Linked DNA regions of Mus musculus: regions 2, 3, 4 and 5 are each linked to region 1. The links are chromatin contacts, called in public promoter capture Hi-C maps. All regions are on one chromosome and are shown on one strand. The core of a region is the stretch at or near the end of the contact, and the rest is flanking DNA. Distances in the headings are between cores, read along the strand shown. Region 1 holds the start of Rsl1 (regulator of sex limited protein 1). Region 2 holds the start of Zfp273 (zinc finger protein 273). Region 3 holds the start of BC048507 (cDNA sequence BC048507). Region 4 holds the start of Zfp85 (zinc finger protein 85). Region 5 holds the start of Zfp65 (zinc finger protein 65).

Region 1 (5,156 bases), core at 1,222-3,721:
AGATTATATAGCTCAGTCCCAGCAGCCAAAGGATCCCTTTGGGCAAGTGTGGTAGGGAGTTACTAGGTTTAGACTTTTGACAAGACCATAAGGGGAACTTGGTGCTGGGCATGAGTGCGTTGAGAAGCGGACATGGACTTTCGTGGAGGACCACTAAAGCAACCTCAGCAAGGACGTTGGCATCTCTCCTAGAGCCCAGACAGGAGAACAGAGGAACTCTATAGCTTCCAGTTGCCTTAGTTCTAAAGTGAGCTCAGACAGTGGCCCTGAGGAACAAGTGTAAGAAACAGAACAATAGCTGAGACAGCATACATCAGGTGGATTTTTCAGTCATTCACTGCAGCATCCACAGAAATGGCATAATACATGGATTTGCCTGAACTCAACATCTTTAGCTTAGATGTTAGAAGGAGATGCAGGGAAGGATTCCCTGTCAGCAGTTTGTCTACTTACTAGAATCTTTACCAGACAAAATACATCTTTACCTACCTCCTTGGAGGACCAGAAGCACTAGGTCGGGTTTTGGTGACAGCAAATACATTCGTCATTTCGGGACACTTTGGCTCCGACTTGATCTGGTGTATAAAGCCAAACCCACAATTGCATCATACCAGGGCAGCCCAGCCCCTGAAACTTCAAGTGTCAATTCCCTTGGGTCAAACAATTGAAACAGTGGATCTTCCAAAGCTCCAGGTTTGGAGGCCGCATGGCAACATTTTATCTGTACTATTGGTTAGCTTGGGTGACCAGTTAGATAAAACTCAGGCAGAATGGAGTCCCTTTGGCTCCTTTGGTCCCTTTGGAGTCTTTGCAATGTTTGCACACATCTGAACATCTGTGCACTTTTCTGCAGACCTAAGTATGAAATCATTGTGAAAGACTAACATTACACTTAAGTGCATCTCAAATCGCTTACGCTCATGCTAATGAAACTCATCCCAAGAGCTCTTTGTGAAGGATGAAAAATTTCTCAAATGTTTTCCTATCACATACTCAATAATAAGGATTTAAAATGCATGCCTTTTGTGGATACAGAATTCAAAGATTAAACCATGCCACTGGGATTGTGTGTTTAATACCTTATCAATAAGTTTTCACAATTTTGTGGATTCAAGATTTTTTTCCTTTGTTCTTTGATCTTCTGTACCGATGTTTCTAAGCGTGCATTGCCTATCATCACTTGGTATGCTCACCCTATATATTTCGATGGATAAGTAAAATACATTGATTGAACTCTTAAGTCTATGCTTATGTAGTCTTAGAGGCTACTTTGGGTCTGTGTTCCACAGTGGAGTAGACTCCACTGCAGCTGATTTTTTAGTACCTGCCTTTAGTTCACAGGATCTAAGGAATGGACAAGGCTTTGACTCCATGTGATCCCCTGGCTGTTTTGTTAGCAGCCCCATGTACACTGATTTCTGAGGGCTCTCAGAAGGAAATCCTAGTTGCAGGCTACTCAACTATTGTGGTGAGGGTGTATACCACTTTAAAATGTTTGTGCTCTGTACACTCTTGTTTCTACAGTACAACTCAAAGCCTTGTGCATTTATGTCTCACCTGCATACAACAAGTAGGGGAAATGACTGGATGTGTGACCTGCTTTTATTACAGACACCTTTCTACCAACAGATCAACAGTAGTAGTCTCTGTTGGACATAGGTAGCCTGTTAGCTGGTTTTAATCAATGCCTCCATGGGCTTCTTGTTGATCTTCTTTCCAATGTCTGAGAGTCCGGGGCATTAACTCAGGACAAGAGATTTAGAGGAATGTTAGATACACACATGCTTGGGTGTGGCATGGGGATGTCAAATTTTATCTTCAGAGTCAACCTCCTTGGCCTGCTCAAACAGCATGTGTTTCTGTATGTGTAATATTAGCAATGCCCTGGAGGAATTGTTTCTATATATTCAAAAAGTAGAAACACAAACAACAGTATACAAGTTTGTTGGGGCAGACACCAAGCCAGCTTTGTATCCCAAGTCCATTTGTCAAAAGCCACTGAGGAGCTAGGAGCATAGTCAGGAACGCCAAGGCTGGTTTCAAACATTTTATAAAGTTAGTTTTCCTTGCCACGTTGGTTAGTGTATTGCTTTGTTTATTTAACGAACAACTAAGTCAACGTGCCCCCCGTCCCGTCCCCCCCCCCCCGGCCAGGAAGTAGTAATATTAAAATTACTACTAGAAATGACTTGTAAGCCAAAAGTTTCTGTCAAAGGCTTGACTCAAATCCATACATCTCCGATGTGGTTCTGGGGTCGAAAACCAATCTCATTACCCACAGCTTTTCTGCAGATAAGGCTTCCTCCTTGCACCTTCAACTGTGTGTTCCCATCCACAAAACTCTCCAAACAGTAGACTTCACCCACCCTGGGTTCTGGGATTTCCTTCGCACAGACTTCTGGGAGATGTAGTCCGCACCACTGTGACCACTGGGAGCCTTCCAGGAAATCCCCTTCTGAGTTCAGGTCTGTACTCGTGCGTCTTTCTTAAGGTTGGGCGGAAATCGTATGCGGCTATCTATTCCAGTTGTCTCTGACAAGAAGGTTGGTCCAGGCAGCAGCGTAGCCTGGGGCTCTGTGCGGGATCTGTGTCAAGGAGGTTGGTTCAGGAAGCAGCATAGCCTGGGGTTCAGTGCCGGGAGCTGGGCTCTGTCTTGGAGGGAGCGCTTGAGGACTGGGTGGGAGGGCGGAAGCAGCTGCCAGGACTGGCTGTGCTGAACTGGCTGGGGCCACTGAGGCTGCAGTTTTGGAGTGAGGGGACTGGCCTTTTGGGATTGTGTCCTGAGTGAAGGTTTCCTTTAGAACACCGAGAGCAGCCCGAGTCTGCCTTGGTTCTCTGGTACACTGGAGCAGCTTGGTAGTGGAGGACTAGATTGCAAACTAATGGTGATGAGCTGACTACCTGCTCCTGAGAGAGTGCCAGAGCTCACAGACCTGCATTGCTGGAAGCGCGCGTCCCTGGCTGCCCCCATCTCACCTGGATGCTGCCAGAGTCCTTTGTGTCTTTAGAGTAAAAGGGTTTCTGGTCCCCGTGTACTCTGTAGCCAGCTTATAGCAATGGCCTTGAGGTCTGACTGTGTTCATTTTTCGCTGCCAGTAAAGAATTAAGAGAGGAAAAATCCGAGTTACAACAGCTGTCGTGTTGGGGAATTCTGGGACATAGCCAACATATCTGTCTGAATGCACGGAAAATCTTGGACTAGGGTTGAAGAAACACATGCAGTGGACACACAGGCAGGAATGTCTACAAGGCAGAGTGGGATCAAAAGGAGCTCACACCATGTTTCACCTTGAGGGCTGTGTTTACTAAACTTGACAGGACCTCCATCCCTACTTTACAGTTGAGAATTTTTAAAAAAATATTTATTTATTTATTATATGTAAGTACACTGTAGCTGTCTTCAGACACTCCAGAAGAGGGTATCAGATTTCATTACAGATGGTTGTGAGCCACCATGTGGTTGCTGGGATTTGAACTCAGGGCCTTTGGAAGAGCAGTCGGTGCTCTTAACAGCTGAGCCATTTCACCAGCCCCGAGAATTTTTTAAAAAGAGAGTGTCCGCTTGGCCCCAAATGGTTCCGGTCAACATGACATTATCAGGGCTTGGACTTGTTGAGGAAGTTTATGGACATTGTGTATATTTCTGCCATTGTTTCTGTTATCTTGTAACTTTGCTTCCCATGGTAATATGAGGTATAAAAGGGCGGTGAAAAATAAACTCGAGGCTGCTGTGGTATTGACCAGCAATCCTCCCAAGTCTATTTCTTGGCTCTGCATCTTTTCTGCCTCTCCTGTCTTTAATCCTCACTCCATACTCAGAGACTCTTTGACTCTTGACCCAACCTAGGAGTTGCTGCTTCGTGATCTGTGTTGTATGTATTTTAAGCACTGTGTAGTATAGACAGGCTGGTAGGGAATGGGAAGTCTGTATTGTTTGGAACCTGATCAGGAATCCAGCCCTCTCTTTGCCTCTCATGTTGACTTCCCACCAATGTCCTGCTAATCTTTAGATCTGCCCAACTCTGAAAATATATCTCTGTCACTGTCAGGAGATGCAAGAGTTCTTAAAACATCTGTGCTGTCCTTTCTGTTGCTCTAGACTTCTTCTAGGATGGGCTTCCATTGAGTGGAATGTAACCATCGGGCTCCCAGTTATTGGAAGAATATGTAGTAATTGTTAATGGGTGGAAGTGTTCCTGCCTCAGGTCAGACATTATTTGCATTTCTTCCCCATAGAAAGTGAATTTTGCAAGTCTCTGATTCCCCTGCAATGTTTGCTGTTAATTGTATTGGCTAAAACCCACACAAAACGGTATCCTGTTTACAGGTCCCCGGACCTCCACCCCAGAGGCTCACAGGAGATTGTACTCAGGACAGCAGACAAACACCCATGCAGAATGGAGGAAGCAGTGCTGGCCAACATAGGGAGTGAGCCCTGCAGTTAATTCTCCATAGTGAGCATGCTCTGATTCTCTCACAGAGAGTTGTTTTTGTCTTTGCTCTGCTCTGGGCTCCTGCCATTCTCCACATTGCTGGTTTTCCCGTGGCCTTGGTGATGCAAACATTAAAAAAAGTGTAATCTGCTTTTTCATACTTGTAAAGACAGGATCTTTCTCTACTAGCTGTATAGAAGGTTTCAAGACCTTTCAATTTATTTTTCCCTTGAGAAACTCCTATTCAACAAAGTGCTTCATTATGTCGGTTCATTTTGGAGACATTCTGGCCTCTCCATCGCTGCTGAATTCTGCTCATTAGACAAAAGACTATTTTTGGTGCAGTCATTCTTTAAAGAGGATATATTTATGTTGTCCTATAAAGTCTTGTGACAATAGCTATTCCTCCTCCCAAGGGTGGAAACACCTTGCACTTCAGACACAAGACTCAGGGCATTGCAGCTGGATCTGACATGAAGATCTGAACAGGGACGAGTTGTCCATACGGATTGAAGGTGCTTTGCCAGGTTCCAAGGGAGAGAAGAAAAAAAAAATAGCTCTGCTTATCTTTTACACCAGTGGGCCACAGCAATGTCCTGTATGTCATTCCAGCCATAAAGATGCCACAGTGCCACTCAATATCTTGGCATATGCAGAAGCTGTCCAATGGGACTTAAAGCCTCATCAATAGAAGTTACATCATGCTTAGAAGCTACCACAGGT
Region 2 (5,424 bases), core at 1,481-3,980, 640 kb after region 1:
GTGGCTGCTGCCTACCACTGCTGCCCCTGCGGCTGCTGCAGCCCCTGCCAAAGCTGAAGCAAAGGAAGAGTCGGAGGAATCAGATGAGGATATGGGATTTGGTCTCTTTGACTAATCCCGCCAAAGCAACCAAGTCAGCCTGCTTAATTTGAGAAAGATGGAAATAAAGGCTTACTTCTCTTAAAAAAAAAAAAAAAAAAGAGTCCACATTCCCCATCAGATCACTTATATCCTGCTATTCTCTCTGTTGCCTCCTGCCCCTCCTGGGCCTTGGAAATGGTTCCTTTTAACTTTCCTAATTTCTGTAGTCAGTCCAGTGATTGTACTCACATCTGAACATCTGGAATTAGCAACTGCAGAGAGAACATATGATATTTGTCTTTCTTGGTTTGAGTTACCTTGCTCAGTACAATTACTCTTTCCCAGTTCTATTTATCTGAAAATTTTATTATTGATTTTTCTTTCCAGCTGAATAACATTCCATTTCACATATGGACCATATTTTTATTACCAATTAATCTATTGAAGGACATTTGGAATGTTAATATTTACTAAGTAGAGCAGCAATGGTCGTGGCTGAGCAAGTGTCTGTGAAGCACACTGGAGGCTCTTCTGGGCATTTGCTAAGAACTGGTACAGCTGAGTCATATGGTAAGTGCCCTTGTTAGGGTTACTATTGCTGTGATGAAATACCATGACCATAAATCAAGTTGTGGAGGAAAGGGTTTATTTTTTTTTAGAGTTGCATATGGTAGTCTGTGGGCTTGTGTACTGTAGTCTTTCCACAGAGGTCACCCTGCTGGGTGCAAGGGTTCAAGCAAAAGTGAGAGAATGGGAGCAGGAAGGGGGAGTCATTTCCTCTGCCTCTGCTGCTGCAGCTGGATCCACCTCTGTCTTCAGCATTGCAGTCTCAGTTGCTCCATGTTACCCTACACTGAGTCAGGCCAGGCTGGTCTCACTAGCCAGCAAGGAGTGTGAGGGAGGTTCAGGTGGCATTTTGGGAGAGCAGACCTCTTGCCACACCACCTCCAGTAGGATCTGTGTTACAAGTTCCACAGACTAAGGCAATTGACCTCAAAAGGGGGAGGCCTCCTGGAACCAGTTGTTGAACTCTTCACCAGAGAAAAAATTTTGAGTCGTAGTTCTCATGTCAATCTATCTGTTTTGTTTTCTCTTATTCCTTTTCTTATTTATATGTTCCTGGTAGCCTAGGCCAAGATCTTAAGTGAGAATAATGGGTAAGAAATAATCCCTAGAGATTGGGCCACTAACATGACCTTAACCCCAGGGAAACCAACACTTTACTTTCTAAATCATTTACAAAATTATTATGATAAAAACTTTCCCAACAATAAAATTTCATATGGCTACACATGTGTCATCGGAGGTGGATTTTGGTATATGTTAAAGAAAGCCTTAATTAGGAAGAATTAAAGTAGTTTAAATTTATACACTGAAGATTATAAAAAATCAGGCACTAGATGTTAAATAATTCCATGGGGCTGGAAAGTTAGTTTAGCACTGATCATTAAAGATTTATTAACCTGCTCCTAGAAATATGCCACTAGCTTTGGACGGCAGCCCCCACTGGATACATCCTTTTAGAATTGTTATATTTTGATGATTTATGATGATGTTACCTGTTCTGTTTGCAATGCACTGAATACATGGTTTCAGAGTTGTAATGCTTGGATGATTTTTCTACTTTACTGTGCCAAATGATTTTTGTTGGTATCTGTGAATGTTTCATTTGGATGTAGTTTCTAAGAGATGTAATGTTTAGTTTTTTAATGTATAATATCTCCTGCTTGAGAGCTGCAGAATACACTCAGATTCAAACTGCCTATGTGTTTGTTTCTATTTGTCACTGTCAAAACCTTATCCACCTAGCTTCAAGGACCCTCATTCCAGGGACCCTCATACTTGACTGTGGTGCTCCGCGGCAATCTCTTATGATAGAAATCCTATGATGAGTGATGAATAGTGTGTCAAGAGTCAGTTCACTGGCCATATTGAGCCCAAGATCAGTTTTCCTCCCATTGAGAGTAGAGCCAGGAGCTGGAAGAACATCTGGTGGTGAATAGTTGTGTGAGATTGTGAAAGAGAATCCGGTAAAGCTCTGGCACAGCTCTCTCAAATATTAAATTGTTTACACGGATTAATTGAGGAACGTGTGGACAAGGGACTAAGGACAGAAGAAAATCTCAAAGGGTTTCTGGGGCTTATCGGTAAGAGATATCTGTGTTTCCTAGCCCATATCCGCCCCAAACTGTGGATTTCAGTGTACACACCAAAATTGTTCTGTTTTTTGTTTTTGTTCTCCTCTTTGATTTAGTGTCATAATGGATGTTAAACCTAGGCCTCCTTTACTCCAGGCAAGTGCTTCACCAGTGAGTAGCCCCCCATCTCTTTTGGTAGTGTGTAATTTGGGACATAGACTTGTGATTCTTCTGTCTCAAACCCCTGAGCTTTTTAAGACACAGCATTGATCAGAGTAAGAAGTAAACTTAATACACATTACTGTAAAAGGCTGCACTCATATTCGCAAATTGCCCTTTGTAAATTTGGGATTTTTAAAGGAGCCTAATTCCAGTTAAATACAATCCATGACCTATAAACCCTCTGACTTCTTTGGTTCAGGGCAGTCCTTCGCATAGACTTCTGGGAAATGTAGTTTCTCTCTGCATGACCCCGCTAGACAGGACTCTGCTCTCTGTGCTTCCGGGTTCATTTTGCATTTGTGATTCTCCAAACTCTGCGGCGTTCTCAAAGTTCGGACAGTGTGGCTTGTTCTTCGCGCTTAACATGGAGGTTGGTCCCGGGTGCAGCCTAGACTTGCAAACCTCATGAACTCTGAGGTTGGGCGGGTCCGGCGTGCAGGGAGCCGGTGAGGGCTGGGCGGGAGGCGGAGAGAAGCCCACTTGGATGTGCAATGCAGATCTAGGCTTGGCCAGAGTGCAGGGGTGGGGCGCACGCACGGTGCCAGGAGCGAATGCTCTGTTAGGACGGAGCGACTGCCAGAGTCAATCATGTGTTTCAGGGACCTGAGAGGTGGCCTGCTAGTGCAAGAATGGAGATCGGAAAGCTTGAATCCTGTCTAGTGACGTCATGATTAGAGGGACTGCATTTCCCACAAGTCTATGCGAAGATCTCCAAAAGAGCGCTATTGCCCAAGGCTTTTCAATACCTTTAGGCTACTTTTAAAATACCAGATTTAAAGAGGTTGTTGTAGGAATATGATTCCACCTTTCAATGTCACTGTGTATTGAGTTTACGTCTTACTTTGATCGATATGTTGTGACTTTAAAAGCTCAGGTGTACCTAGAATCGTATGGCAGGAGGGAAAATGCACATTGACACAATTTTACCTTATGATAATGGAGCAAGGAGCTACACTGAGACACACCACATGGCTAGAGCAGGGTGGCTTGGCTGATCGTGCGGAAGCAGGCTATGATGAGAGCGCACACAGCCCCTTGGCTGGGGAAGCTTGCTGTTACTAGCTTTCACATTGCTATTGTCAGATCCCTCAGGAAATCTAGAGCAAGTGGGTTTTTCTGAGCCCTCCCATATTCTATGACAGGCCCAGGACTCTGGTTTTGAGTTCGTGTGGCTCATAGTTTCCAGGACAGGGAGTTCTGCGGGGGAGTTTGGTGTATGGGATGTTCGTCCCGTTTTCTTTGTGATAAATTGTTAGTTTTCAGGGCGGCTCACTTTGGATAGGAATCACTCCTTTACCCACTGTGACAGAACCCTCACATTCACACACCTGTATGAGGCAAAAAAAAAACAAAAAACAAAAACAAAAACAAAAAAAACAAAAAACAAAAAACAAAAAAACAAAACCAAAACCAAAACCTCATAGAGGGGGCGCTCTGAGCTTTGTACCTTCCCAGCTATCACTGATCCTATAGTACAGACTGGAAAATACTAGAAGATATTAACTCATAAAATTGCACCAGAGACTGCGATGTAAGAAATTTGTTTTCTTGTGGAAAGATTGAGAGATGAAGTTGAAGAGCTGTGGCTCACTCATGGAACTGTGATTGTAAACAGCTGGCTGCTCATCCCGTCCTTTGTATACACGTGTCTCCTCACCCTGCCATTTGTGCTGTTTTTGCCACACCAGTCAAATTGATTTGTATGCTGGAGACTGACTTACAGCATTAAAATCTATACCTAAGAAGCATGGGTTTAAACTACATTATCGTAAATACTAGTATTTTCTATGTATTTTTTTAAGATGTATTTATTTTTATTATATGTAAGTACACTGTAGCTGTCTTCATACACTCCAGAAGAGAGAGTCAGATCTCATTATATATGGTTGTGAGCCACCATGTGGTTGCTGGGATTTGAACTTCGGACCATCGGAAGAGCAGTCAGGTACTCTTACCCACTGAGCCATCTCACCAGCCCTCTATGTATTATCTAACTATATTAAAATAATATGGACACATTCTAGTCAATGCCACTGTCATCATTTGTATATTCTTGGATCAGGGAGTGGCACCATTTGGAGGTGTGGCCTTGTTGGAATAGGTGTGACCTGGTTGGAGTAGGTGTGTCACTGTGGGTGTGGGCTTAAGACACTCACTCTAGTTGCCTGGAAGTCAGTCTTCCACCCGCAACCTTTGGATGAAGATGTAGAACTCTCAGCTCTGCCTGTGCCATGCCTGCCTGGATACTGCCATGCTCCCACCTTGATGATTATGAACTGAACCTCTGAACCTGTAGGCCAGCCCCAAGTAAATGTTGTTTTTATAAGACTTGCCTTGGTCATGGTGTCTGATCACAGCAGTAAAACCCTAAGACAGAAGTTGGTACCAGGAGTGGGGTATTGCTGTGATAGGCCTGACCATGCTTTTATTTAAAAGAATGTGGATTTTGGGACTTTGGATTTGGAACAGAGTGGATTGCTTTAAATGGGGCTTAATGGATCATTATGGTAGGAATATGGAAGACTTTGTTGCTGTGAGTAATTTGAACTGTGTTGACCTGGCCCAAGAGATTTCAAAGGAGAAGTATTTCAGTATGTGGCATAAAGACTGTTTTTGTGGTATTTTGGTGAAGAATGTGGCTACTTTTTGCCCTTGTCTGAAAAGTCTGCCTGAGGCTAAGGTGAAGAGACTTGGATTAATTGCATTAATTGCATTGACAAAGGAAGTTTCAAAAAAGTCCAGCAGAGACTTTGTTCTCTGGTTAAGTCTCACAAAGAGAAGTTTGAACAAGCATAGCAAACTTAGAAAGGAAAAATATAAAATATATGGTTCGAGTATTAAGGGGTACCAGGAAGTGAAATGGAGCAAAATCCTGTGTTCTAGGAAATAACAGATTAAGGGAGTGGGACTTTGGGGCAAGATCCTACCCAGCTAAATTTAGGTCCAGGCATGGTGGTACACACTTTTAATCCCAGGAGACAGG
Region 3 (4,640 bases), core at 195-2,694, 690 kb after region 1:
TTATTAAGCATTGGGTGATAGCATTGAGAGATGTAATTAATAAGACATGTACATATTTTTCCTGGAATTCTGTGCCATAGTGAACATATTAAACATTAATAAGTGCTTAAATTGCTATTAACTCTTTGTTTTTAAATGTAAAAGTTAGAAAGGAAAAGGGGCCCAGAATGGGGAAGAGATTTGTTATTTCTGTCTGTCCTCTTCCTCTTCCTCCTCCTCTCCCTCCTCCTCCTCTTCCTCTTCTTCCTCCTCTTCCTCCTCCTCTCCTCCTCCTCCTCTTTGTTTTTGGTTTGTTTGTTTTGTTCTGTTTTGTTTCTGTTGACATAGGTTTTCTCTGTAGCCCCAGCTGTCCTAAAACTGGCTCTGTAGACCCGGCTGGCCTTGAACTCACAGAGATCCATCCACCTGCCTCTGCCTCCCAAGTACTGTGATTAGTTGAATGGGCTGCCAAAGCCAGGAAGATTGCTCTTTTCTGCTAATCAGTGGCCCCATTTACTGCTGAGAAATGATAAGAACTAAGAGCTTATAGTAGTTATAAAGTTGGGGGTATCAGGCATGAGTCACTTGCAAAGGCTCGGAAATTTTTCTTGCATATCTGTGGGTAAATCTTGCTCTCTTAACCTTGTCTGGGAACTTGCAATTAACCAGAAGCTTCAAATAAGTAAAATGGGGGGAAAAATGGTAACGTAGGTACATCCAATTCAAATTGAAATATGATCTGAATCTTTATATAATTTCATGTATTAGCCAGGGCTGTGGGCAGTGTGCGGATTTTTCTGTTGCGGGTGGTTTGAGAATGTTTTCAGCTGATGCACAGTGCCATCTTCAGGTCTGTGAACACAGCTGCGAACATGTCAGCAAGGTATGACAGCAAATGTTATGGGTTAATTGAATCTTTCAGGAATATGAACACAGAGCTCCGGCGTGTGCCCGTATTTGGAAACAGGAGCATCACAGGTATAACTAATTAAGATGAAGCCATTAGAGGTTCATCAGGTCCCGCGTGTTTAAATCAGTCTTTCTGAAGTTTCTTAGGGAAATACGCTCATTTTTCCCCCTCGTGAAATAGACACAGTGCGCCGGGCGTGGTGGCGCACGCCTTTAATCCCAGGACTCGGGAGTCTGAGTTAGAGGCTAGCCTGGTCTACAAAGTGAGTTCCAGGACAGCCAAGGATATACAGAGAAACCCCGTCTCGAAAAACCAAAAAAAAAAAAAAAAAAAAGTTTTGATTTTATTGGAGAGTAGGCCGGTTCATTTAAAATATTTCCCTCAAGCAACAGCAGTGTCTGCTGCTTCCACTGCATTTCCTCACACATGTGAATTTCTGATTCATGAAAAGCCAGGTCTCCAGGGTTCGGCTCCCCACCTCAGAGGGTCAGCGGGTAATTGTGCAGTCACAATGAGGCGGTTTCTTGCTTTTTGTGACAAAATAAACCACCTACCAAATGGCTCCTGAAGGGGTAAAGAAAAGGTAGCAAACGCATACAGTTAAATATTTAGCTAAGAGATGCGCCACGGCTTCGGCTTCAGCAGGGACCGGCTGTCTGCTGCTGCTGCTTGAGCACCGCCAGCATCTTCCCTAGGGGCACGCAGCGGCCGATTGGCCCCTGCTCCGCGGTAACCATGTGCGATCGGAAGGCAGTGATAAAAACTGTAGACATGTCGGAAGAGATGCAGCAGGACTCGGTGAGGTGTGCTATCCAGGCGCTGGAGAAGTACAGCACAGAGAAGGATATTGCGGCCCATATCAAGAAGGAGTTTGACAAGAAGTACAACCCCACCTGGCACTGCATTGTGGGCCGGAACTTCGGTAGTTACGTGACGTACGAAACCAAACACTTCGTCTACTTCTACCTGGGTCAGGTGGCCATTCTTCTCTTCAAATCTGGGTAAAAGCGTGGACTGACTGCATCCTAAATGTCAAATACCAGAGTCCGGATCTTCAGCCTTGTTAAGGGAACGCCTCGTCTGAACCTGTTGTGTTCTGTAGAGGGCCTCATTCTCTGTACAAGTTTGTGGTTATAAAATTAGTGAAACAGCTTACATTTGTATTTATTTTCTAGCCCATACTTCTGTACCCTAGTTTTTTCTCCCTTAGGTCATTCCTTTAAAAATAAATCTGGTGGAGATGCCATAAAAAAAAGAAAAAAAAAAAAAAAAGAAAAATCTTAACACGGTTGCGCATGGGAGGTGGGTGTGGCGGGGGGCGGCGGGGGGGGGGGGAGATTAAGTTCAAGAAAACAGACCAGCCCTGTTTTCCTTCCTTTTATTTATGAGTTTTGACCTTGAATAACAACTGTTGGCCTTGGAGCTATGTTTTCTCTATAAGAAATATGCATTTGTCTTTCAAATCTTTTAGGATGGTTATAAAGAGATTGAATGTAAATCCAGTGTTGTTTGTTGAAGTCTATCATAACACATGCTAATGAGATCACTCATGCCCACCGAGATAGCGTCACTGCCTGTTCAGGCCACAAGATACTTCTTATGACAAGACACTTGAGGTATCTCCATTTCAAAATATTATTAACAGGGCTGGAGAGATGGCTCGGAGCTTAAGAGCACTGGCTGCTCTTCCAGAGGTCCAGAGTTCAATTCCCAGTATCCATATGGTGGCTCAGAGTGGCTCATAAGCATCTATAGTGAGAATTGGTGCCCTCTTCTGGCCTGCTAGCATACATGCAGGAAGAATGCTGACTACACGATAAATAAATAAATAAATAATCTTTAAAAATATTATTGGCAATTTAAAATATCTTCTAGTGTGTCTTTCTTTACCCCTCCCTCCCTCCCTCCCTCCCTCCCTCCCTCCCTCCCTCCCTCCCTCCCTCCCTCACTCCCTCCCTCCCTCCCTCCCTCCCTTTTTAAAGCTGAAAGGGAGAGATTTAATATGGCCACACTGGGAAGAGGAGCAAAGAAAACTGTCTTCCCTAAGTCCATAATTGGGGATCCTAAGGTGAGGATTTCATCAATGGATGAAAGCCCCTGTAACCCTGGGAGCCACTGTCACCTACTGTATTGTCTGAGTGGCATTGTTTCTGTACTGAGAGCTAGAATGGCATCTTTCATATTTATTTCCTGTTTATACCTTGTGCCCGTTATACCTTTACCACAACCAAAGTTTTGTTCTTGTGGATTCATCCATTCTCTGTGGTTTTAATGAGCTCCGTGTTAATGAGGTCTCACAGTCAAAACAACCATGCAAAGCTTTGAACAGAGAGGAGTAATGGAAAATAATTAGGATCTATTTTAGGTCCCTGGTCTGTCAGTGTCAGCAGGAAGAGAGGGAACAGACTCTGTGTAATGAGCAGAGGACATAGCTCAGCAGGGAGCCGTCTTAATGAATTTACCCAAGCTAATCTGGAAAGGCTGGACAAAGAACAAACTTAGACTCCTGTGTGTTTAACCACTGAGCCTGTTTTATTCGAAGCTTGGTTTTCAGGCTTTAGAAACCGTAGTCTGTATGAAGAAAGTATATACACTCAACGTTGGGGCTTTTCAAAAAAAATTATGAGATCATTTGTTTCATAAACTTAGTTTTCCACTTAATCAAAATCTAAATGTTGATGCTACAAATGGAACATTTCAATAAAACAGGGAAGGAATGCTGTAAATGGGTATTTGAGGTGTGTGTGTGTGGGGGGGGTGGCGTAGCAACAGCTTTCTTCTCCTCCCTCTTGATTAAAAAAAAAAAATCCAATGTGGTCAAGTTTACTCACTCTCACGGTTTCCTGGACTTTAGTTATGTAATGTTATAGCTGATAGCCTTAGATTTTTTTTTTTTTTTTTTTTTTGTGGATAGCATGATGTTGGAATGACCAAGTGTGACCTTTACCACAAGTAAGCTTCTATGGGAGAGGATAGTCTATGACATGTCTCCTCCCCAGCTCTGGTAGGGAACTTTGTTATCTCCAATTCTCCATCTCCCAGAGGCCCTAGTTTGCCTTTCAGCTGACAAAACCCAAGTCTGACCACTGATAAACCACAGGGCTTTCAAAGCTTTGTTTCTTCAAATGTGTGTGTTGCTTCGAAGGAAAAAATGGAATTAAGAATCTCAATTCTTTGACAAATCTTTAAAGTTACTTAATATAAATGTGTACTGGTGTCTATACGAAGTAAATAGGCTGCTTACGTTCATGCTCAGCTAAAAGATCAGCAATAAGTACTTATTTCTAAAATAATACCTTACTACTCTTCAAAAATATTTAGTCAATTACTATTTGAAATACTATTTTAAACATAGATTTCCATAATAGAGCCAGTTCTGGAAATGGCTCAGTCGTTTCTCTGGCATGACTAAGCAGTCTTGTGATTGATTACAAGTTGGGGCTTATCCCAAACAAGAGTCTCCTTTTTAAATGTGACAGTTTTATCTCTGTTAAGGATGCTTCTGGGTAGAATCAACCAGAACACTTCAGGGTTGGGACACATATAGGAATCTTTCTTTCACATACAGACAAATCTCAGGGATTTCATTGGGTGAAGAAAATTCTAACCTTCCACGTTGTGTGTTCGTGTCCTGACGGAGACAGCTGTAGAGGTGAAAGAAAATTTCCTGGCCAAATCATAAGCATCATGGACATAGCAGATACATAGCAAATCCCAAGAAAGACTGCGTCCTTCTCAGGCAGCCCTGCAG
Region 4 (4,773 bases), core at 401-2,900, 580 kb after region 1:
CAACCCCAGAGCTAACTCTCTAGGCCTCGTGATGTTTAACTTTTTAAGTCATTTATTTTTATTTTTGTGCATATGTTGTTGCCATCTTGTATGATGGTGCACCACATGGTTACCCTGGAGACCAGAAGATGTTATTGGTTCCCTGGAACTGCAGTTATAGACAATTATGAACCACTGTGTGCCTGGTGGGGGCTGAACAATGTTCCTTTGCTAGAGAAACAAGTGCCTCTATTTAAAAAATAAATTATTTTTGATAATCTTAGGTAGCACACGTAACCTTAAATTTGACATTTTCTTTTAAATAGGTCTGTTTGATAAATATATTAAATATAAATGTGTATATGTATATATTAAATGCATGCATGTGTGACCTGTGATATAAGCATTTTGCTGTATCACCTCTACCTTCTAAGAAACGGGATCTAAGGTACAAGAAAATGTACTTTTCACACCATAAAATGTAAAATGACATGTTCTTAGTTTCCTGAACATTAATGGCATTGACTAGAAAGTGTCCATATTATTGTAATTATAGTTAGATAATACATAGAAAATACTGGTATTATGATAATGTAGTTTAAAGCCCATGCTTCTTAGGTATAGATTTGAATGCTGTAAGTCAGTCTCCAGCACACAAATCAATTTGACTGAAGTGTGGCAAAAACAGCACAAAGGACAGAGTGAGCAAAGGCTGTATACAAAGCACGGGGTGAGCAGCTGGCTGTATACAAATGCCATGGGGAGCAGACTGTTGTATACAATCACAAGACCTTTAGTGAGCCACATTTCTTCAACCCCATCTCTCAATCTTTCCACACAATACAAATACCTGGGCAACTTATCTCTCCTTTCACAAAAGGAGTCCAAATTTCTGACATCGCAGTCTCTGGTGCAATTGTATGTGGTAATATTCTCTAGTATTTTCCACTCTGCAGTGTTGTAGGATCAGTGATAGCTGGGAAGGTACAAAGCTCAGAGTGCCCCCTCGATGAGAATTTTTTTTTTTTTTTTTTTTTGCCTCATACAGGTGTGTGAATGTGAGGGTTCTGTCACAGTGGGTAAAGGAGTGATTCCTATCCAAAGTGAGCCGCCCTGAAAACAATTTATCACAAAGAAAACGGGACGAACATCCCATACACCAAACTCCCCCGCCAGAACTCACTGTCCTGGAAACTATGAGCCACACGAACTCAAAACAAGAGTCCTGGGCCTGTCATAGAATATGGGAGGGCTCAGAAAAACCCACTTGCTCTAGATTTCCTGAGGGATCTGACAACAGCAATGTGAAAGCTAGTAACAGCAAGCTTCCCCAGCCAAGGTGCTGTGTGAGCTTTCATCACAGCCTGTCTCTGGCATGGTCAGCCAAGCCACCCCTAAGCCTAGATCTGCACTGCACATCCAAATGGGCTTCTCTCCGCCTCCTGCCCAGCCCTCCCCCGCTCCCTGCACGCCGGACCCGCCTACCCGCAGAGTTCCTGGATTTGCAAGTCTAGGCTGCACCCGGGACCAACCTTCATGTTAAGCGCGAAGAACAAGCCACACTGTCCCAACTTTGAGAACACCGCAGAGTTTGGAGAATCACAAACGTAAAAAGAACCCGGAAGCACAGAGAGCAGAGTCCTGTCTAGCGGGGTCATACAGAAAGAGAGAGAGAGACTACATTTCCCAGAAGTCTACGCGAAGGACTACCCGGAACCAAAGAAGGCAAAGAATTTAAAGCGCATGGATTGTATGTAACTGGAATTAGGCTGCTTTTAAAAATCCCAAATTTACAAAGGGCATTTTGAGAATATGAGTCCAGCCTTTAACGGTAATATGTATTAGATTTACTTCTTACTCTGATCAATGCTGTGACTTAAAAAGCTCAGGGGTTCCTAGAATCTTATGGGGGGCAGAAAAAAAATCACATTGAGTCAATTTTACTTTAAAATAACGGAGCAAGAAGCTACTTTAGGGCACACCACAAACTCTTTAGGATAGTTTTTGAAACCAAGTTTCCTGGAAATATTCTGAAATCTCAGCTACTCTGGGGTTTGAGACAGAAGAATCACAAGTCTATGTCCCAAATTACACAGTACCAAAAGAGATGGGGGCTACTCACTGGTGAAGCACTTGCCTGGAGTGAAGGAGGCCTTGGTTTAATACCCATTATGACACTAAATCAAAGAGGAAAAAAAAATAACCGAACAGATTTGATGTGTACACTGAAATCCACGGTTTGGGGCGTGGACTAGGGAACACAGATGTCTCTTACCTATAAGTCCCAGAAACCCTTTGAGATTTTCATCTGTCCTTAGTCCCCTTGTCCACACGTTCCTCCGATATCCGTGTAAACAATTTAACATTTGAGAGAGCTTCACCAGATTCTCTTTCACAATCTCATACAACTATTCACCACCAAATGTTCTTCCTGGCTCCTCTCCCAGTTAGAGGAAAACTGGTCTTGGAATCAGTATGGTGTGTGAACTGACTCCTGACCCACTATCCAACACTCATCATAAGATTTCTCTCTGTATTACTTCGGATCTGCCCTATTCAACTTCCAGTCTCTTTCTGGACTCCTTACATTACTCCCATTCATGTGGAAGTACTTAAAGGTTCTTTTGTTTTGTTTTGTTTTTTGCTTGAAGTTCACTCTATTCCCTCATCTCATAACACAGGAATGAATCTTCCTTTAATACAAAGGTATCAGAAATATGTTCCTGATCATACAGAATGAACTCATTGCAAGAAAGGGGCTGGACTGACACCACGGAGTGATGGGACTCCCTATCTCGTGTGTATGTATTCCTGTACTGGTAACATCTGAGACCCAACGATAAACCCCACGAGAGGAAAGAGTTTGTTTTCGTGCCATGGTCACTGATTCACAATGAGATTACTTCTTGGATGAGAGAGTGGGAAGATCAGATTGTTCTTTTTTTGTTTCATCACCAGAAAGAAATTGTGCTGGGTTTTATATCAATTTGACACAAGCTAAAGTCATCAGAGGAGGAAGCCTCAGTGAGAAAAAGCCTCTATATGGTTGGGCTGTGGGCAAGCCTGTAGGGCATTTCATCTTCACAATAAGTAATAGATGTAGGAGGGCCTAGGATGTTGTGGGTGGTGCCAACCTTGGGCTGGGGTCCTGGGTTCTCTAAGAATCAGGCTGAGTAAGCAACACCTCTCCATGGCCTTGCATCTGCTCCTGCTTCCAGATTCCTGCCCTGTTTGAGGTTCTGTCTTGGCTTTCTCCAATGGACAGTAGTCCAGGATATGTAAACCAAATAAACCCTCTTGTCCCCGTGATTGCTATTCTTGACACTTGACTACTTTCTGGAATTAACTGGATTCCGGAAATGGAGGATACCCTGTGAGGGATTTTTCTGCTTGGTTTGAAGTCAGTGGTTTCGCTTCTAGTCCAGTCTTTTGAGATAGGGAGGCACATGACTTTGATCCCAACCTTGAGCTGGGAAGATACACCTTTCATCTGGACCACACCGTCTTCTCAAATCCTATAAAACAATGAGTTTTAACCTGTGGGTTATGTCCCCCTTCAGGGTCGAACAATCCTTTCACAAGAGGGGAGATGACTGGGGTGGGACTCGGTTAAAGCAGGACAGAATCCATCCCGCTCCTATGTGAAGATGAGGTAGGTCCAAGTGATTCTTGGGACTGTAGATGCTGGATCCCTTCAGACACTGATGGTCCTGGAATGGTTCAATGTGGGGACTATAAGACAGGGGAATCTACTCCTCCCCCACAGGGCCCAGAACAGAGAGAGTCTAGGAATCTTTCTTAGGATTTTATTCAGCCTCTGAGTCATTGACTGGATAACTAAACAGAGGAGCCTTGCTTAAAAACACAGAATTTCAGCTAAGGAGGAGGGAGACCCAGCAGTCCAAACAGTCTGGTGTCTCCTGTGCTGGCTAGTCTTACGTTAACTCAAAAGGAAGGGACCTTGAGAAAATGTCTCCATAAGATCCAGCTGCAGAGCATTGTTTTAGTGATTAACTCTGAGGGTGTATCCTTATAGATGCTGTCATCCCTGGGCTAGTGGTCCCATGTTCTATATGAAAACAGGCTGAGTAAGCCATGCTGAGCAAGCCAGTCAGGAGCACTCCTCCATGGCTTCTGCATCTACTCCAACCTTGAGGTTCCTATCCTGACTCCTTTGATCATGAACAGTGATATGGAATTTTTAGCCAAATAAACCCTTTCTTCCCCAACTTGCTTTTGGACATAGTGCTTCACCGCAGAAACTTTAACCCTAGGACAGAAGTTGCTACCAGGACTGTAGAGTACTGCTGTGACAGATACGGCCATATTGCTGGGGGTTGGGGGGAGTGTGTAAGGACTTTGAAACCTTGTCCTAGAAGAGCCCTTGAGTATTCAGAGCTCAGTGAGCTGTTCTGAGATTTGAAGATAAGAATGTTGGAAGCAGTATAGTTTACAGAATAATGGCTTGTGAAATTCCAGAGGGAAACAAAGACTCTACCAGGCCACTAAGAACCTGTGGCGTCAGGTCCATTGGAGCTGAAGAATCACCTGTGATTAACAAGAGACCAGAACCGATAAAATAAAACCTTTGTTTTTCTGAGACAATTAATGTTGGTTAGCTGGAGCTGAGAAATTAGCAGTGATTAAGAAGAGACCAGCATCATGGAGGTGAAATCTAGTGCTTCCAGAAAGTCAGCACACAGAAATTGTGACCACAGCTTGGCAGCCTCACTTGGTAATTTAAGAGTCACCCAAGTGGTACTGGTCTTACAGCCATGAAGAGGCCATGCAGAA
Region 5 (4,661 bases), core at 2,135-4,634, 560 kb after region 1:
ATGCATATTTCTCACAGTAGAGAGCCATTGTGACGGAGAAGGTACTTCTCAAACCAATATGCACTATCACAATGACAAATCCATTGAAAATGCAGATCTGATGAGAACCTCTGGGCTGAGGTCAGCATCCTGAGCATGTACATAGAGATGCAAATGACAGCGTACCAAGGGTCTGAGTTTGAGCAGCCAATGGGTAGATATATGAAGAGCTCGTAGACAATATAATCACAGTATATTAACAAGGTATGAATAGGAAATTTAGCAATAAGTGGAGTCACTGTGGGAATCTACACAGACCCAAGACTGTCTCAGAGGCTCCACAAAAGGACAATGGGAACTTTAGTTTTCTGTCTTCAGCCAGGAGTGGACTTCGCCAGGCAAATCTGACACAGGATACAGTGCCATGAAGGAGTCAATGTTGCAGTTATAGGGGGATCCAACACTTCTCCTGCAACTGGGGATATCTGCCCTAAGGCAGCTGTTTCTGAGGTACCCTGTGCTCTCATTACCATCCGTGTGTGATTCATCTCTGCATGGACTCCTAGAGTAGCACCCACTTCCTCATTCCCAAGCCTCTCACCTGTGTCTCTAAAAGGTTCAAGCCAGGTTTCTCCACTATGTTCCCAGGAGAGTCGCTGCCCGTCTCTGTGTGTACTAACAAGCATCCTCATCTGTTGTTATCAGCCTCTTTCCTGCCTTTCCTCTCTTTGTTCTGTGCTCACAAATCTAACATCATCCATGTTTTCACTAATGACCATATTGCGTGCTGTAACATCACTGAATAATATCACAAATTAAGCAGTGAATTGAGGAGCAAAACAGAGAGAAACTGTACCGCAATTCCCTAAGTCTTTTACTTTTATGATGTCACTAAAAACTCATTCAAACTAAAGACATGCACTTGTAACCACATTAAGATGACCTCAAAATTACCAAAAAGAAGAATATAAAGAAAAATAATGTATTTGGGTTAAGGAATATAGAGCTGTTTCATAATGGAAAAAAATAAAGGAAGCTGTTTTAAGTCAGACACACAAAACTAATAAAACAACAATCACTTTTGCAGCATGTGGCTGACTGGTGGTCATGCCTGTATTTTTTTCCTAAAAACCATATGACTAGATTTCATTAAAAAAAAAAACAACAACAACAACAATATAAAAGATCATGCTGGCATTTGCCCTTAGTATACTACAAGATATCATAAGATAGAAAGGTTCCCTATGCACAAGGGTAAGTACGCTTAACAATGAAAATGGCCGTCTTAGCAAAATCAACCTACAAATTCAATGCACTTCTCACCAAAATTCCCACGTAATTCTTTACAGATCTTTAAAGAACAATTCTCAATTTGATAATTATATATATATATATATATATATATATATATATATATATATATAAAGGCCCATGTTGCTGTACCATCAATACATTGTAAGGAATGTGTTTTGATGTACAAGGCAGGATTCTGACTTCACATACTCCTATATTTTTCCTAAAGATTAGCAACATTAACTAGGAAATGTCTATTAATCTAGATAGGGTTGCAAACTCATTGAAAATCCCAGTAGATAGGACGGAGTTGTCTGAAGCCCATACTTCCTTAGAGTCAGCTTCAATGCCATGAGCCAGGCTCACTAATTCTTGATTTGACTGAAGAGTGACAATATAAGCAAGATCACCTGAGATAGGGGGAGGGGCTGTGGAGGAGAAACCCTGAAAAAGCAAACACAAAAACAAAAAAAAAAAATGAGTGTCTGACTGTGAATGCAAAACTCTTGTAAGGGGTCTGTGTGTGCAGAGACTGGTGGCCCATGTGGAAGTTCACGGAGGGGCAGAGCCTGGAATTCTGCAGGTTCAGGGTTGGCTGCCTTACCTTGGGCTGGTTTTCTCTTCAAGGGCAGTCATTACCTTACTCTGTAGTGGACCACACAGCTTGTGACAATAGTTTAAAAGAAACTCCCAGAATCCACTGACTAGGCAGAACATGAGCTTCTATCAGTCCAAAAGCTAAAATCTCATCAAATGGTATCTTTGGTGAATAGAACATCTCCCATGTCTCACAGTACATACCTCTATCAGACTCACATCAATGTATTTTAAAATTTACTTGGCTAATGACATTATTTGTTCTGTAAAACCATGAAACTGCTTCCAAGTTGGAGTATGGAATTTTCACTAAACTAAATCTGTCTTCTCAGATCATGGCCAATTAAATGGCTCTGGGCTAAACTATTCTCTTAACCCTTCAAGAGGAGAACTGTGCATTTTGCATGAACAGGAACCTACTATGTGTAAACCTTAAGACCCCCAAGTGTGCTACAGCTTTTGAAATTTATCTTACAGTCTCTCAAAGACAGTACAAAAACTTGGGGAATCCTTTCTAGAACTATCCAGGAAGCATCAGTAAACCAGAAAGCCACATTGAGGGACAGAGTACTTTTAGAAGAGATTAGTCACTGCTGATAATGTGAACAGACAGAAGTAAATCATGTGGTAAGAGAACAATGTTCAGAGCCTGGCCTATTAGCAGAGATATTTTCTCCCTTCCCTTTCAGGCATTCCAGCCCCTCCCTGCGATCTTTCTCTCATCACACAAGTGTACTATCCTATCAGAAATGCAGTCCAAATTTTGAAAAAATAAATATACTCAGATAGTATTATTGGGGCACTGCTGTCTAGTGATTTTAAGCTTAAGTGTAAAATCCATAATTATTTGGATTGTGCCAACATAAGTTCAAAACAATTCCAAGATTATTCTGTAGCTACATAGCCTTGTATTGTGACGACTCAGGTCACAGAGGTGTACATTAGGAATTCCTACTCAACCCGAGGCATCCATAAATCTAACAATTCATTCCAAAAGAAAAGAAACTAACATCCCACACAACAGTCGCCCTCACAAGACTCTCTGTCCCTGGAACTTCCGGAAGTTCTGTAAGTGCTGGGACTCAGACTACAATCACATGAGTAAGGGTCAGCTAGGCAGAGCAAAGTAGAATGCTCCCTTCAGCATCTCCGCACAGGCAGTCAGCAGACCCAGCCTGCCCTTGCCATCCCCTTGTCTCTAACATTCTTCCCGGCCAATCCTGCTCCTAGGGGCAGTGGCCCATCCTAGGTCAACACAGTACCTCCAGGTCGGCGGCCCCCTCGCCCCCCGCCCCCCCCCCCCCCCCGTCTCCCAACCAGCCTGAGCCAGCTCCCTCCGCGCCTGACCCGCCATCCTGCACAGTCCCTCAGATCTGTACGACCGCACTGCTCCCTGCACCAACCTCCATGTCAGGGATCCAAACCCAAGACACTCGATTAACTTTGGGGAGAAGCAAGGTTTAAGAACGAATCCGGAAGTTTGGTACCAACGGCCCCTTCTGGAGTCGTCATAATTGTTGGGACTACATCTCCCACAAATCAGTGTAAAGGACTTCCAGGAACACACCAAAGGAGTTCGGTGCACTGCCTGGGTACCTGCCTAAGTGTGAGCAAGTGAAATTGGAAAGAAACAGGCACATGGGCAGCCACAGGGCATTCGGGCTCTTTTGAAGTGCTGTGGTCTCAGCAAGGGATGTTAGCCTGTGAGTCGAGCCTTTCTCAGTAATGTTAATTATACATGCTAGTTATTTCTGCTAAAACGTGATTTTAAAGCTCAAATCTACTTATGAAATCATACTAACACATGGGAAATCATGCTTTCATGGTCTGCTTTACTTAAAAATAAGGAAGCAGGAAGGTAATGTAGGACTGAGCATTTCTTTAATGAAACCACGCTTGGTGATCCCGCCTGACATGCAGCATCTCAGGTGCTTAAGACAGAAGAACAGGAAATCAAAACTAGTCACCACCGGGTGTTCTCTGAGCACAGGCTTTCCTCCTCCCCATCTCCCAGCAGGAGGCGCAGAGCTCCTGGGATCACACTGGTGAGTCTACTGACTTTTGGTACACTGTGCACTATAGGATTTCCCTTGTTCCCTTTGATGTTCCTTATAGAATTTCCTCTCTCTCCTGATCATGCCATCATTCATGTTTCAGACTATTTAATATTTGGTATCTGTCTTGAACTTCCCTCACTTCTTTAGGAAAGTTTATTCCTGTGCAGTTCATGCTTGAGACAAAGGTATGAACCCCATCCATCACAAGGAAGATTTCATGTTTCTGTGATGCATTCTGATTCACAGGGAAACTGATTCAGAACAGAGACTATGTGAAGTTCCTATCAATTCTTGTATTCCAGGCAGTGTGTTAACCCAGGGATACAGCTCCACTTAGAGAAACTAGAGTCAAGCAGTACATTCACCTGAACACTTGATTGGCATGTCTGTTTAGAATGAGGTCATGACTAGTCTGTACTCCTCCTGAATGCTGCAGTGAAGGGCACTGTCATCAACCATAAGGCCTTAGCATTTCTGGACATGTCTAGGATTCCAGTGTACATGTGCATGTGCGTGTGTGTGCATGTATGTTTGTGTCTGTTACATGTAAACCTACCTGAGAGGGCACTGACTCCTCTGGGAGGTGCTGATCTGTGAGGATGCAGCATTCACCCTCAACTGTTCTGCAGTTTCCATTTCCTCCTAGTGGGATTGGTTAATTCAAGAGGAAGAGGAGGAACTAATATGGTATAGGAACAAAACGAACATGCAGAACCTAACTGAACATACAGGAAG

Evidence for each region. Promoter capture Hi-C pulls out the DNA fragments that hold promoters and counts their contacts. Capture Hi-C pulls out chosen DNA fragments and counts their contacts.
Region 2: a promoter capture Hi-C map of liver shows a contact between it and region 1, with 6 times the contacts expected there. The contact joins the promoter of Zfp273 here to the promoter of Rsl1 in region 1. A contact is called at or near these places in 2 of 39 promoter capture datasets (embryonic stem cells and macrophages), 6 of 484 Hi-C or Micro-C datasets (CD4 T cells, CD8 T cells, LSK cells and 2 more), 3 of 115 datasets of contacts at active chromatin or transcription factors (bone marrow-derived macrophages, large pre-B cells and memory CD8 T cells) and 2 of 9 other capture datasets (adipose tissue and liver).
Region 3: a contact with region 1 is called in a promoter capture Hi-C map of embryonic stem cells, with 2.3 times the contacts expected there. The contact joins the promoter of BC048507 here to the promoter of Rsl1 in region 1. A contact is called at or near these places in 6 of 39 promoter capture datasets (the 3T3-L1 cell line, the C10 cell line, embryonic stem cells and 3 more) and 1 of 9 other capture datasets (macrophages).
Region 4: a promoter capture Hi-C map of adipose tissue shows a contact between it and region 1. The contact joins the promoter of Zfp85 here to the promoter of Rsl1 in region 1. A contact is called at or near these places in 1 of 39 promoter capture datasets (embryonic stem cells), 2 of 484 Hi-C or Micro-C datasets (B cells and CD4 T cells), 2 of 115 datasets of contacts at active chromatin or transcription factors (bone marrow-derived macrophages and large pre-B cells) and 1 of 9 other capture datasets (adipose tissue).
Region 5: a promoter capture Hi-C map of adipose tissue shows a contact between it and region 1, with 4 times the contacts expected there. The contact joins the promoter of Zfp65 here to the promoter of Rsl1 in region 1. A contact is called at or near these places in 5 of 39 promoter capture datasets (hippocampal neurons, liver, neutrophils and 1 more), 2 of 484 Hi-C or Micro-C datasets (CD4 T cells and Sertoli cells), 4 of 115 datasets of contacts at active chromatin or transcription factors (astrocytes, large pre-B cells, memory CD8 T cells and 1 more) and 2 of 9 other capture datasets (adipose tissue and liver).

The regions. Positions count from the first base shown.
Region 1 is chr13:67,170,711-67,175,866 of GRCm38.p6, forward strand. Rsl1 (regulator of sex limited protein 1) reads left to right here and starts at 2,472. Exons shown (of 4, transcript NM_001013769.1): 1 at 2,472-2,543. The coding sequence starts at 2,508.
Region 2 is chr13:67,811,086-67,816,509 of GRCm38.p6, forward strand. It overlaps Zfp273 (zinc finger protein 273), which reads left to right and starts at 2,731. Exons shown (of 4, transcript NM_198322.3): 1 at 2,731-2,811. The coding sequence starts at 2,806. All of the region lies in intron 2 of 4930525G20Rik (RIKEN cDNA 4930525G20 gene), which reads right to left. It also overlaps the pseudogene Gm9625.
Region 3 is chr13:67,861,882-67,866,521 of GRCm38.p6, forward strand. It overlaps BC048507 (cDNA sequence BC048507), which reads left to right and starts at 1,445. Exons shown (of 1, transcript NM_001001185.3): 1 at 1,445-2,042. The coding sequence starts at 1,625. The coding sequence ends at 1,894.
Region 4 is chr13:67,753,552-67,758,324 of GRCm38.p6, forward strand. Zfp85 (zinc finger protein 85) reads right to left here and starts at 1,651. Exons shown (of 4, transcript NM_001001130.3): 1 at 1,512-1,651. The coding sequence starts at 1,517. It overlaps Zfp85os (zinc finger protein 85, opposite strand), which reads left to right. Exons shown (of 3, transcript NR_027969.1): 3 at 1,028-3,287.
Region 5 is chr13:67,725,789-67,730,449 of GRCm38.p6, forward strand. It overlaps Zfp65 (zinc finger protein 65), which reads right to left and starts at 3,385. Exons shown (of 4, transcript NM_145622.2): 1 at 3,273-3,385. The coding sequence starts at 3,278. Zfp85os (zinc finger protein 85, opposite strand) reads left to right here and starts at 3,474. Exons shown (of 3, transcript NR_027969.1): 1 at 3,474-3,914.